Linked DNA regions of Columba livia: region 1 is linked to region 2. The links are chromatin contacts, called in public Hi-C maps. All regions are on one chromosome and are shown on one strand. The core of a region is the stretch at or near the end of the contact, and the rest is flanking DNA. Distances in the headings are between cores, read along the strand shown. Region 1 has its middle 30 kb from the start of LACC1. Region 2 overlaps TSC22D1 (TSC22 domain family member 1).

The links. A called contact is a pair of places that touch in the nucleus more often than the background predicts.
Region 1: a Hi-C map of crop shows a contact between it and region 2, with 2.9 times the contacts expected there. The contact joins two enhancer-like sites. A contact is called at or near these places in 2 of 2 Hi-C or Micro-C datasets (crop and liver).

The regions. Positions count from the first base shown.
Region 1 is chr1:33,097,183-33,103,727 of bColLiv1.pat.W.v2, forward strand. No RefSeq gene overlaps it. Among named protein-coding and RNA genes, the nearest start is that of LACC1, 30 kb to the right of the region's middle. Within about 2 kb of position 4,374, at least 3 of the 3 cell types and tissues checked have an H3K27ac peak away from gene starts, as active enhancers do.
Region 2 is chr1:32,857,679-32,863,753 of bColLiv1.pat.W.v2, forward strand. All of the region lies in intron 2 of TSC22D1 (TSC22 domain family member 1), which reads left to right. Among named protein-coding and RNA genes, the nearest start is that of TSC22D1, 62 kb to the left of the region's middle. Within about 2 kb of position 4,758, at least 3 of the 3 cell types and tissues checked have an H3K27ac peak away from gene starts, as active enhancers do.

The DNA.
Region 1 (6,545 bases), core at 3,124-5,623, 240 kb after region 2:
AGGAAGACTTTTAACACAGTCTCCCACAGTATCCTTTCAGCCAAATTGGTCAGATATTGGCTGCATGAGTGGACAATAAGGGGGCTAAAATTTGGCTGGAACTTCGGGTTCAAAGTCTTGTGAAGAACAGTACAAAGTCCAGTTGGCAGACAGGTCATGGAACAATGGTGCCTCTCTGGGGTAGACAGCATTGTTTAATCAATGATCTGAGTGACAGGATGGAGTGCAGTCTCAGTAAATTCATGGATGATACCACATTAGGGAGAGCAGTTGATAAACTGAAGGCCAGGGCTGCTGTTTGGAAGGAGAACAGCAGGCTGGAGAAATAAGCTGAGAAGAACCACAAGCTTCAACAAAGGTGAAAGCAAAGTGGTGCATCTGGGACAGAGTAACTCCATGCACCAGTATAGGCTGAGAGTCATCTGGATGGAAAGCAACTTTGCATAAAAGGATTTGGCCTATTTGTTGGAGCACAGGTTGAATATGAGCCAACAGTGTGCCCTTTCTGAGAGAGGGCCAGCCACATATTGGACTCTGTCAAGAAAGCCAGCAGCTCAGTGGCAGTGACCACGGCCCTCTGCTCAGAACCTGGGACGACAACATCTAGAGAATTGTCTCCAGTTTTGGACGTATGAGAATGAGCACAGAGGAGGGCAACTAACATGGTCTGGGGCTAGAGCACATCACATACGAGAAAAGGCTGAGATTTGCTGAGGAGAAATTATTGTTATGGTTGACTACAACTACCTAAGCAGAAGGTATAAAGACTTTCTTCTCAGAGCTGCACAAAACCAGGAAAAGGACACACTGCAACGTTGCATTCAGACTATATGTCAGGAAAAAAAACATTCTGAGGATGGTAAAATATTGGCATCTATGTCCCAAAGAAGCTGTGGTATCTCCACTTTTTGAGATACTCAGAACTTGACTGGACACAGCTCTGAGCAACCTGATGTAGCTGGTGCTGCTTTGAGGAGTGGATTGGCCTAGATACTCTAGTGAGGTCACTTTCAACATAAATTATCCCATGGTCATGCAATTCCAGGTGAGCCCAATTACTTGCATTGGACTTTTGAGAAGACAGCAAGTCCTAATCTGAAAATTTAAGAAGACAGAAAATCCATTTCTGCTATTACTGCCCAGTCTCAGCCACAGTGCTAGAAGTGAGCTGTTCTTCCTGTCTCAAATTGCCTTCTCAGTTGTGATATGTGAAATAAACAATGACTTTGCAGAAATCGGAGAAAACCAATTCTTTCTTTATTTACATAAAACCCTGCCAAAAAGTAGATGTTCATTTTAGTGTGCTTTAGTAGATAGGCCGTCTATGCTCTCACTGATTTGTAGTGCTTGTCATTACCTTCTGGGAGGGTCCTTAGAATGTATCCACCTTTTTATAAAGTGCTGGCACAGCCCTTAACACAGCCTCAGATGGGCCCTCCAGCCATGGTAGAAACACAAATGTAAAGAAAACCTAAAAAAACACAGTACACCCAAAGGGCTTTTCCTCTCCCAGGTAATTTTGGTCAGACAGCTAGGTCATTCCCTTGCCCTCTATTTTCAGCTGAGAAGAAGCCCTTGAGATGCAGGATACAAGGGCAGAAAGGACAAATGTGTCATGTACATTACCAGTAACCTGCTCAGGTGTGGGAGGTGATTCCACACCTTCCCCATGGAGAGCTGAAGCATGAGGAGGGCAGGGAGCCTTGGGGTGGACGCAGCTGGCTGTGTCTCCTCAGCTCTTGCATCCCTGTGCAAGCGGCAGCCAGTTGCTGTTTTCATACCAGCACCATGGCACGCAAGTGCTTTGCTCCTTGTTTTCATATTGCTCAGACCACACAGGAAAAAAAGCAGCTGTTTTCCTAAACAAAGTGTTCTGGGGCTGCATCTACATTGTTCATTCAGTTTTTTTGTCCTTTCTTCCACCGCCTTCATCTTCCACCCAGCAAGCCAGGGCAGGAGAGGGGTGCCAGGAGGCACAATGTTATTCCAGAGACAGTCTGGTGCATCACAGGGAGGATGCCCTGGCTGGGACATCAAGCACAAGACTGGTCAAAAGATAGACAAGGCTTCGTTCGGCCTTTCTGACAGTGAAAAACAAGGAGCACAGCTGGTGGGTCTGCTTCTGCCACAGAAAGGAAAGGGTGGGTTGTCACTGATCCTGGGAGCCCCATGGGGCATGAGGGGCTGTATGGGGAGAGGCTGCCTGTTCTTCCAGGTGCAAACACAGCCCTCACCACCACAGCCTTGGCCTTGGCCACAATGGGCCACCTGGCTCTGCAGACTTGGCAAAGTGGTGATGGGCCATTTTGCAGGTCTGTCTGTCAGCTCCCCTTGGCAGCTGCCTGGTTTGCCTGCACCTTACAAAGACTGCAGAAGAAAATGTCCAGGACTGAGAGGGAAGGCGTCCAAACCCGAGCTGACACAGCTCTTTTAGGCTTGGCAGGACAACTGTCAGGGAGCAGCCCTTCTGGATTCAAAGCCAGTGAAAGGATGGGACTGGCAGAAGGATTCTCTGCTGCCTGTTTTTCTTTAAAGAAGCCTTGTTTATTGTGCCACCAAGTTTTGGGGCAAAGGCATTTGAGGGAAAAGGGCAGAGCTACAAGAATTTTACTCTGGTTTGGGGAGGAGAGGGAAAGCAGGCCACAATCTCTTTCTTTCTTTTTATTTTTTTCCTTAAAATATATATGACAGAGAAAATAATATACATTTTTATACAGCATGGTTGTGCAGCCATGGAGTCCCATAAATGCCAGTGGGATGTCCATCCAGCTTGTGACTGCTGGGATCAGCCTTGCCCAGTTTAGCTTGCTGAAGCAGAGAGCAACAACAATGAAAACACTGAAGTTGATCTTCATGCAAGATCCCCACAGATTATGTAGGGCTACTGATTTCACTGGGATTTAGGTACCCTACATAACTTCAGGAAGCTGGGCTTGAGGATCTCTGCAAATGCTGTAGCTCTGTGTCTCTCCTGCAAACACTATGTCTAACTTAAAGCTATTGATTACTGGTGTGTGTTTGTGTTGTATATCAAGTCATCCTGCAACAAAAAATACATAATCCTCAGGCTTTTTCTGTCTCTGGCTGTCAACCACAAATTTATCTTCTTCACATGTATGTAAACTAAAACCATTTTGTTACAAAAGGAATGGTAAACCCTCCCCACTCTCACTTGAAGCACTTAACAATACTTGATTTAAAAATGCACCAGCGCTGAGCTAGACTGCAGGAGCAAGTCTGCTCTCCAAAATGGCAAAGCGTCATGCCCGACTAACTTCCCCAAAACACACACAGAAATGAGGATAGAAACTGCAGTTTTGGGCTGAAAAAGGTAGAGGAGGGAAGTGGCTCTACCAAGCAAAACAGACAGAGTGGCCACATGGAAACTGGTAGGCCTGGGAGACTTCCAGTTCCTGAAGCTGGAGGCACATATCGTGACCAGGGTGAGATGGAGATGCTCGCCTGCAGTCATTCCCATCACCTCGGTCTCCTCTGGAAAGGAGATGTGGCATCCTGCAGGTGGGTCCCTAGTCTGCACGAATGGGGAGACAGGACACCAGCATGTCTTTCTATACAGCCCCAGAGCAGCCACAGCTGTGCCCAAATCAAGACTAGGAGCACTTTTGGAACGATGCATTGTCAAAAAAATCAAGGAACTGAACTAATGGAAAGTGCACATCCCATTTCTGTTTGACAGGGTTTGAAACGTTTCCTTTTTTTACAGATTTATTTTTATATCCTTCATAGGAATTACTCAATTAGCTTAAAAACATAACTGCTAATGAGCAAATATTCAGATTTCCAGGTAAAGAAATGGTCATAATTTTCAGAAAGTGAAAATAGACACAATTTAGATATCGACCTGTACAAAGCCATTTGCTAGAAATATTGTTCAAAACACGGCGAACAACATACACTGAATTATTTTAAAGTTGAAAACTTTTGCTGCTGTTTTATCCCCCATCCTCCCTAACCCTCCCCCCACCTCCCCCAAGGAAAAAAAAAAGGAAAAAAAAAAGGAAAATAAAAAGGAAAAGGCAAAAAAAAACACGGGGTTGCTGAGAACATTTTAATATTGAATCATTTGAACATCTGGAGGCACAAATGTCATTTCAGAAACAAAAACAAGCCAGTAAAGGGAAAAATAATAAATAAATAAATAAATAAATAAATAAATATAAAAAACACTTCCTACCAAGTCAAAATTCTATAAATGATGAAAAACTCCTTGGCAGTTGGCGTCTTATTTGGACGCAGGCCCGGCTGGCGTAGCAGCGTTTTGAGTTATGAGCTCACCCTTCACAAGCACCGGTGAAGCAAACACTTGCGTTTCATAGACTTGCGTGCAAAGCCCCTTGACCTTTGAGGCTGAGCTTTAGGGTGAAAATGCTCTTTTCGTGTGTTTATGTGACTCCAAACCGACGTGTGGGGTCACCTCTCCTCCCGCTCGGAGCAGCCCTGTGGTGGTCCCCGGGGGGATGCGGGTGGGGTGCCTTGGGGCGCGGGTGGGGTCCCCGGGCGGGCCCCGCGTCTCCGGGCGGACGGTGCCGCTCAGTGGTACCGCGCCGGCACTGCAGGCTCCGCGGGGGGAAGCCGGCCCTGGCAGCCTTCCTGGCTCCGGACAAAGGCAACGGAGGAAAGGCTGGGAGGTGAAATGATGAGTGCTGTCTCCGAACCGGGGTTTCAGCATGGCCGGGCTCAGCGCAGTCTCGCAAGGTGCCAAGGTGTGATCAGGGCCGGGGTGGGTTTCGTTTCTTAAAATTGGAGCTCAGCAAGGTGGGTCCCAAGCTGAGACTGCAACATCCAGAAATCCAGGCTTGAAACGGCTCATTGTGGCACCTTGTGAGTCAACAAAAAAATACCTTCCAGAGTACTGAGGATCCCATGTTACAGAGGATCCCAGGTGACTAAGAGCCGGGTGAAATGAAAACTCCTCTCCTTTTTTTCTCTTGCTGGATGATATAAGGATTTGGAATGAGGATGTTTATAAGAAGCCTTGTTTTTATTAACCAGGGACTAGCAGACCTTTATGTTGTTCTGCAGCTGGTATTTACAGCGGATATTTAAGGAGATGTGTCAGTAAGAGTCCGAGAGGGGCCGGAGGCAGCAGGATGCAGTTGAAGGCCCTTTTTCTAGCTTACCCAGAGGACTGGAGCAGACAAGTCCCCCCCCGCTCAGTCTCTTGTGTCCCTCACCTGTCTTCACGGTGCCCCCTCTGTGCTTTTGACATACTGGAGCAGTGCCTAGCACAGAGGGACATCCAGCTAGGCACTGCCATCACGCAGATGATAATAGGAATAACGCTAACAGATGGCAGGTCTGAAGGGGAGCCGCTGCCACCGATGCAGGCTGGCGGACAAGCATTCCTGCTCTGGCAGCTGGAACAACGGTAGTGCAAATGAAACATGAACAATTTCCTCCCTGCCAGCAAACAAAATAGCTCCAGGGAGAACCCAGGAAGAATAATTGTCAGCCTCCTCTAGGTATCATGGGAACAGAGGCCATTCAGTAATCCCGGAGTAAACAACAGCTTCTTAGTTTTAATACAGAATAAAACCTCAAGAATCTAAGAGTGGGTACTGTACAATTGCTGAATTAACTGCTCCAGTCCCCACCCCCTCCTGACCTTTCACTGAAAATCATTGAAGTGAGGCACAAAGGAGTTTTACTGTAAATGAAAAGGGCTCATAAGAGAGGGTGAATCTCTTGTCACAGAATGATGCAGATATGACAAATGCTTCACATTCTTCCTGCTCCCTTCTTTGCAGAAGAAGCTGATCATTAGAGCAGTGAAATCCCTCCCAGCTCCATCCTCTCTCCTGGGATTCTGCCAGGTCTCTCTGTCTTCATATGGGTTTTTTTTGTTTGTTTTGTTGTTTGTTTGTTTTGTTTTGTTTTGTTTTTTCTTTTAACTATGGTTAAAATACGCTGCAGCTTTATCGCATGTAGCACAGGCCTGCCAGCATGCCCCTAGAAACTTTTGGTAGCAGCAAGCAGGGTTGATAATGACATTCACAACAATGTATGTGGGTTATCTCTGCTGATATCCAAAGAGCTAGACCAACATAGAAGCCCTGTAAACCTCAGTGAAGTCAAAATCCTGTAAATACCTGTGGGTACTTCATAACAATATACCCATTACTGGTGCTATTTAGTTCAAAGGGACCATTCCTTGCAGAGTGAACTGTGTCTGACAGGCAGAATAGCTGTACTCAGCTACAGCAAGTCTGTCACACTCAGGCTTTCCAACAGCAGCTAATTATGGATAAAAAGGGAATAAAAATTGGGTAGACATACCTCCCTAGTGTGGTTTTCCAGTAACATCCTATGCCACTGGCACAAGACCTGGCTTTTTGTTTCCTAATACAGGGAATGTACTTTTACCTTCTGAGGAATTCATCAGATACTCCTCATCCCAGCAGGCACCAGGACTCCCTCTAAGCGGGAGTCTCAAGCTGGGCCATAGGCTTTATGCCATGGGCTCCAATTCACCTATACTTGCAGATAAGCCTGTTTAAGAGGTTTCTCTGAAACAAAGGGTTTAT
Region 2 (6,075 bases), core at 3,508-6,007:
AGGATGACCATGAGCCAGCACTGTGCCCTTGTGGCCAGGAAGGCCAATGGCATCCTGGGGTGTATTAGAAGGGGGTTGGTTAGTAGGTTGAGAGAGGTTCTCCTTCTCCTCTACTCTGCCCAGGTGAGACCACACCTGGAATATTGTGTCCAGTTCTGGGCCCCTCAGTTCCAGAAGCACAGGGAACTGCTGGAGAGAGTCCAGCGTAGGGCAACAAAGATGATTAAGGGAGTGGAGCACCTCCCTTATGAGGAAAGGCTGAGGGAGCTGGGTCTCTTTAGTTTGGAGGAGACTGAGGAGTGACCTCATTAATGTTCATAAATACGTAAAGGGTGAGTGTCACAAGGATGGAGCCAGGCTCTTCTTGGTGACAACCAATGATAGGACAATGGGCAATGGGTACAAACTGGAACACAGGAGGTTCCATTTAAATATGAGAAGAACCTTCTTCTCAGTGAAGGTGCCAGAGCACTGGAACAGGCTGCCCAGGGAGGTTGTGGAGTCTCCTTCTCTGGAGACATTCAAAACCCACCTGGACGCCTTCCTGTGTAACCTCATCTGGGTGTTCCTGCTCCGGCAAGGGGATTGGACTGGGTGATCTTTTGAGGTCCCTTCCAATCCCTGACATTCTGTGATTCTGTTACTTTTCGCTTTGGTATCTTCCCCCCCCTTCCCCAGTTCTGATTGAATTGGGCACCTCTGAAAATGTTTCATGTACTGTGTTTCTTGCTCTCTTCAGCTGCTGCCTTATTTACCCATGCCAGGGAAGTCTGAGGGAATGTGACTTTTCTCCTTAGAAACATCCAGAAGGGAGAAGAAGAGTTATTTATACTTTTTATTTTTCAGACTAGTGTGATCTCTTAACTTAAACTGTTGCAAGTATACGTGTATGACATGCTAAATGCTACTGCTGTTGAAGAGCTGAGGTTCTGGTTTGGCCTCCAACCAGGAGTGCTGAAGCCAAATAGCTGAAGTAATTTTAAAAATATAGCTTAATATAAGGTATCTTCTGAGGAGTTGCATGCTGTAGTTTTGTAACTATACTTCTGATGAGCCATACAGTTTTTCTCGGTTCTCGTATCCTAGAGCTGTCTTATTTTGGGAACTAATTGCTAGTTCTTCTGATGCCCTGTTCTATTCCTTTCTGCTGTTTCACAAAATAATTTGTGCTGTTTTAGTTGAGGGTGGGGAATCACAAACGTGTGCTCTTTGTGAAATGCAAGGTGCATATGAAGTCTGCACCATTTTTGTTTACTGCTTTTTAGCATTCTTCAGGCTTAGTCTTTCAGGTGGCGCCTTCCAACTTGTGGTGGACTGTCAGGCTCACAGTGCTCATGGACTTGGAGCTCTGTCTGCTCTTGTTCAGTCTCTTCAGAAGGCAACATGGTCTTAATTTTGAAGCTAGCCCTCCTTTGAGCAGGAGGTTGGTCTAGATGAAAGCTGAAGAACCTTTGCAATCTGACTTTTTTCTGTTATTCTGTGGTTGGTAGCACCTGTATTATACATCAATACGTGGTTTTGAAGGCTTCCATTTTAGCTACTTTTCTTCATTGCTCTTTTCTTTTTATTGTACCTGCTGTGTCATTACTTGTTCCCATATCTTGAAGGTATGAACTTCAGGTAGAACCTATAGCAAAAGACATTTGGTCAATTAGGAATACTTGCCCTTGAGAATTCTTGTCCCTGTGTATTCTGGTCAAGGTCCATTTTCAGAGAGTTTTCTTGTTATTTCATGCAAAGTAGACAGTAGAAAGAACTTCTCTACTTAAGAGAGTAACCAGGAAAACTAAGGCAGTTCACTGAAATAATTGAATAAAACATTGCTTTCATAATCAGAAGTATAAATACGGTTTTGATCAGATAATTCATGGAGTCTACGTGCAGTACTGAAACTACAGTAGTAGACAAAACTTCAGCTTGGCACAGTAACAAAAGATTCAGACTCTTGTCAAATCCTGTTATGACAGTTGATTCATTACTAAATTTGGAAGGGTAGACTGCATAAAATTCCTGTTTTTGTTTGAGTTCACACTATTTTCTGTAAAATACCGTGTTCCAATGCATGTGTAGGTAAGTCAGCAAGGGTGAAGGTGAGATGGATGAGTGCAAAAAAGTCGAGGCTTAATTTTTTTTGTGTGTATGTGCGATTGCATCTGCCATGTCTTCAGTCACTTGGGTTTTTCTGAATTGGATTTCTGAGCCTATGGATCTTCAGAGGAATTGAGCTTGAGCGATTAAGTTTGAGGTGATCCCAGATCTTTTTTGATGATGTTGTCTTGTCTTAGGAGCTTTCATACTGCTGGGCTAAGCAAACTAACGATAGTTTCCATTAATGCTTGACCTGGCAAAATGTGTATGTTCTGTCTGTTCAGGCCAACTTCACTAACAAAACAGTGCTGACATCACCTTTATACTAGTGATGCTTTTGGCAGTTGAGGAACAAGTCTTTGCCATGTTGGCTGGTGCTCTGTTAAAACAAACAAACAGGAAAAAAAAAAGGGGGAGAAGAAAAATAAAAAGACAAAAACAATACCCTCAAGTGTTTGGTTGTTCATAAAGAGGAAAAACACTGAATTACATATTCATCAGCACAGAGAAAATGGTTGCACAGTGGACCACTCTCTCTTTTTTTAAGCTTTTCATTTTTCCTAATGAAATATGTTGAAAAGAAGTCTCATTTTTAGAAATACATTCTAGCAGTATAAAGTCTTGGAAATTAAGACTGCCTAAAATCTGTGTTAGGACATGCCAACCTCACTTGTGTGCCTGTGTGCACACATATGCATTTGTGTGTACTTTCTTAAGCCAGGTTCAGCAAGGACTTGTTTGTTTTGTTTTTTCTTGTAGTATCCCTGGAAATAGGGCAGGATTTGAGTGCACAGTATCTTGCTGCTTTATTATTTGCGCAAAGGTAACTGCTAAAAAGCAAAGTCGGATTAGGTTGGGAGGCAGAGTGCAATGACCCTTTGGCATCTTCAGCTAAAACAACTTTTTTCTTTTTTTCCTGTCATATGCTGCATGGCTGGCACAATGAATAAGGGTCATTTCTCAATAAAGGTGCAATGCCATGGACATGTGTTTGTTGTGGGTAAGCAGGTGACCTCTTAGTAATGGAAAGTAGTAAATTTAGGGGAGTTTTCAGAAAGACACCAGAGGGACTCTGGTGATCCAATTAATATAAGAATTACTTTAATCTGAGATGTGACATTGGCTTTACAGTTGGGAAGGGAGAAGGGTTTTTAAATATATTGTCACTTCAGTGTTTTGAAGGAAAAAAATAATAGATGTCCTATTATTTATGTGAAATACCTTGTTTTCCTTTCTCATCAAGCGTGGATGTTCTGATGTGGCATCAGTAACTTGCTGCCCTTGCCAGTGGCTTTGTCGCTGATTGGAGGACTGTCGGAAGGAAGGGTGTTGTTATAGCTTGAGTTGGTGAGTGTGGTGTACTACAGCCTATCTGCTGCAGTTTTAGAGGTGAACTCTCCCAAGAAAAACATGGTGTGTTCTGAGTCTGGTTCAGATCACTGTCTGTTTCTGGACCCATTCACAAGCAGGCTTCAGCAGTCAAAGCTGTGATGGCTTCCTGTACTTGGAGCCCAGGGGAGATTTATCTGGGCTTCTTCTGCCTGCACAAAGCCTTAAATATTTACTGGGAGAGAAAATCAGCACAGGTTGGCCCTGAGCTCTCTTTAGACCTGAAAGTTTAGGGAGTGACTCTGGGTGGCCTGGGAAAGGGTCTGGCTGTTGGGGCTGGTACTGTGTCCTGGAGGCACCCCCTTTCTCAGGGCAGTCTGTGAGAGGAGATGCTCATGGCAAATGGGCTCAGGGCAAAGATTTACCATCTTGGATTTTCTCTAGGACTGTGTCTCTGCAAGCTTCCCTTTGACATGTTATCTGTAGTAGGGGAGAGTATAAAAACAGGTAGGAAATGCATGGTACAGGCCTGGGGGATGCACAGCAGTTGGGGACAGATGTGGCCTGCAGGTCCCAGTTTCGCATCCTGGGGTTGCGCTCCACCATCATCCAAGAACCTGCTTTTTTTCTGTAAGTTGAGTTTTGTCTGCAGTACCTCTGAGTGCTGTCACTGCGCTTGGATACTGTTATATGCTGTTATAATGTTATATTTCTGTGATAGTATAAATCCTGCCTAAGAGGGTCTTACGCATGACTGTCCTGACACAGCTCCCAAACAGCAATCCAGTCTGAGTTAGAGCTGGAGTTAGGTTGTGGTTGGACTCGATGATTCTGATGGTCTGTTCCAGCTGAAATGATTCAATGCCCGGCCTCTGTGCAAAAAGGAAATACTTCTGTCCCCTTTTAGCTGTTATCTGTGTAAATGCAGGCAAAATCGGCCTGTTGTGTCTTCTTTTTTAGACTGTTTTCAGGAAGATACAAGTTTTCAGGAGAAACAGAGGAGAGCTTGAACCACTGGCAGCATCTCATTTTTAGGGAGTTATCTCTTGATTTTTATTTTTTTTTTTTTGTTTTTATGGCAAGCTTTCGGTGTCTGTGAGAGCAGTTCCGAGCCCGGAGGTCCGCTCCGGGGGACTCTCCGGAGCGGGGCGGGCCGTGGGGGCCCCGGGGTGGTGGCGGGAGGAGCGGCCTGCGGGGCCCTCCGCGGCGGCCGCGACCACAGCGCTCCCTGGCGGCCGCGGCGGCGCCCCGGGCGGGCTCCACCGGCAGATCCGCGCCTGCGGGAGGGTTATATCCCCCCCCAAATCCGTAGCAGTGGGGTGTGGGGTGAGTACCCCCGCAGGGTACGGGGGTGAGGAGGCGCGGGTGGCGATGCCCTCCCGCTGCGGAGGGCCCGGCCGGCGGCGCGGAGCGCAGTGTCCCTCTGGCGGCGGCCACCAGGTGGCGGCGTTGAGTCGCTGCTGGCTCCTCCGCCCTTCAGGAGACTGGGATGCTGAAATACACGGGTTTGGCCTTCTTTGAATTTTGTCGAATGAACGTGAACAGGGTAGGTAACCGTGTTTAAACGAGAGCGGTGCGCCTGTGGAAGTGTCATCCTCGGGAATCGTCAGAAACTGTCTGTAACTTCAAGTTGTTCTCAGCAGAAGCTTGATCTCGGGTGTGCAGCTGCACTGAATGCAGTATCGGAGGAACAACTTCACAAAGGGGAAGAAGGTCAAGTCCTTGCTTGCTTGAAAAAAGGTGATGGAGTTCAGTGTTGGCTCTGCATGGCAAAGGAAATAGGCAGAACATAAGAAATTTGCACAGTTTGGGGGGGTCTTAATTTTCCCACAAGTTATTAACGTCCTGAACTACTGATTTGGATTTTACTCTTAAGCAGCTTGTATCACTAGAAGCAGGATTCACTCTGAGCATCATCTGATAGCCAGTAAAAACCAGAACAGCTTTAGTAAAAAGTAACTGGTGTCTGCATGTGCTGGTAATTGGAAACGCAGCTGTATCTGCATCTGACCAAACTAGCAGCAGTGGGAGTTAGTTGGTTGAGGGGAGGACCAGGGATGCAGACTCTGCTGGCATATGGCATTTGTGAAATGGTACTCAGTAAGTCAGGCAGAGCTTTCCACTCACCTTATAGATGGGCTGCTGGGCGTGGGTTGGTGGAAGTAGCTAATAGCATTACGGTTGCTTTTTTTGACACCACATCTGGCTATTTTGCATTTATGTATGATGGTGATTGTTTCACCTTTTTATAGACTGATTCTGCAGAGTGCCAATTTGGGGCTGCATATGTAGATTTCATTTATATTCAGCTTTTAACTCAAAATATGTATAGCGCTATAGTTCTGGGGTTGTTAGTGGCTTGCCTGACCTCTGCGAGCCAGCTGTATCAGGCTGGGGGGTGGCTGCCTCTCCAAGCCCACAGACCCCCATCGAAGGAGGGAAAGGCAGAAAAAGCTTCAAAACTGCCAGGGCTAGGTTATGTATTGCATTGGAACAGAGTTCGCTCATGTACGGTACTCCTTTAATTATTATTGTGGTTGAACAACTCCCAAATTGTATGGAGAAAAATAGTGAGTGGCCTGTACCTGTACTTACACTTTTAATCTTTCTTGTTCAAGTTCCTGGTTGTAAACAGAGAGGCTTTTCTGCCTTAGTGTG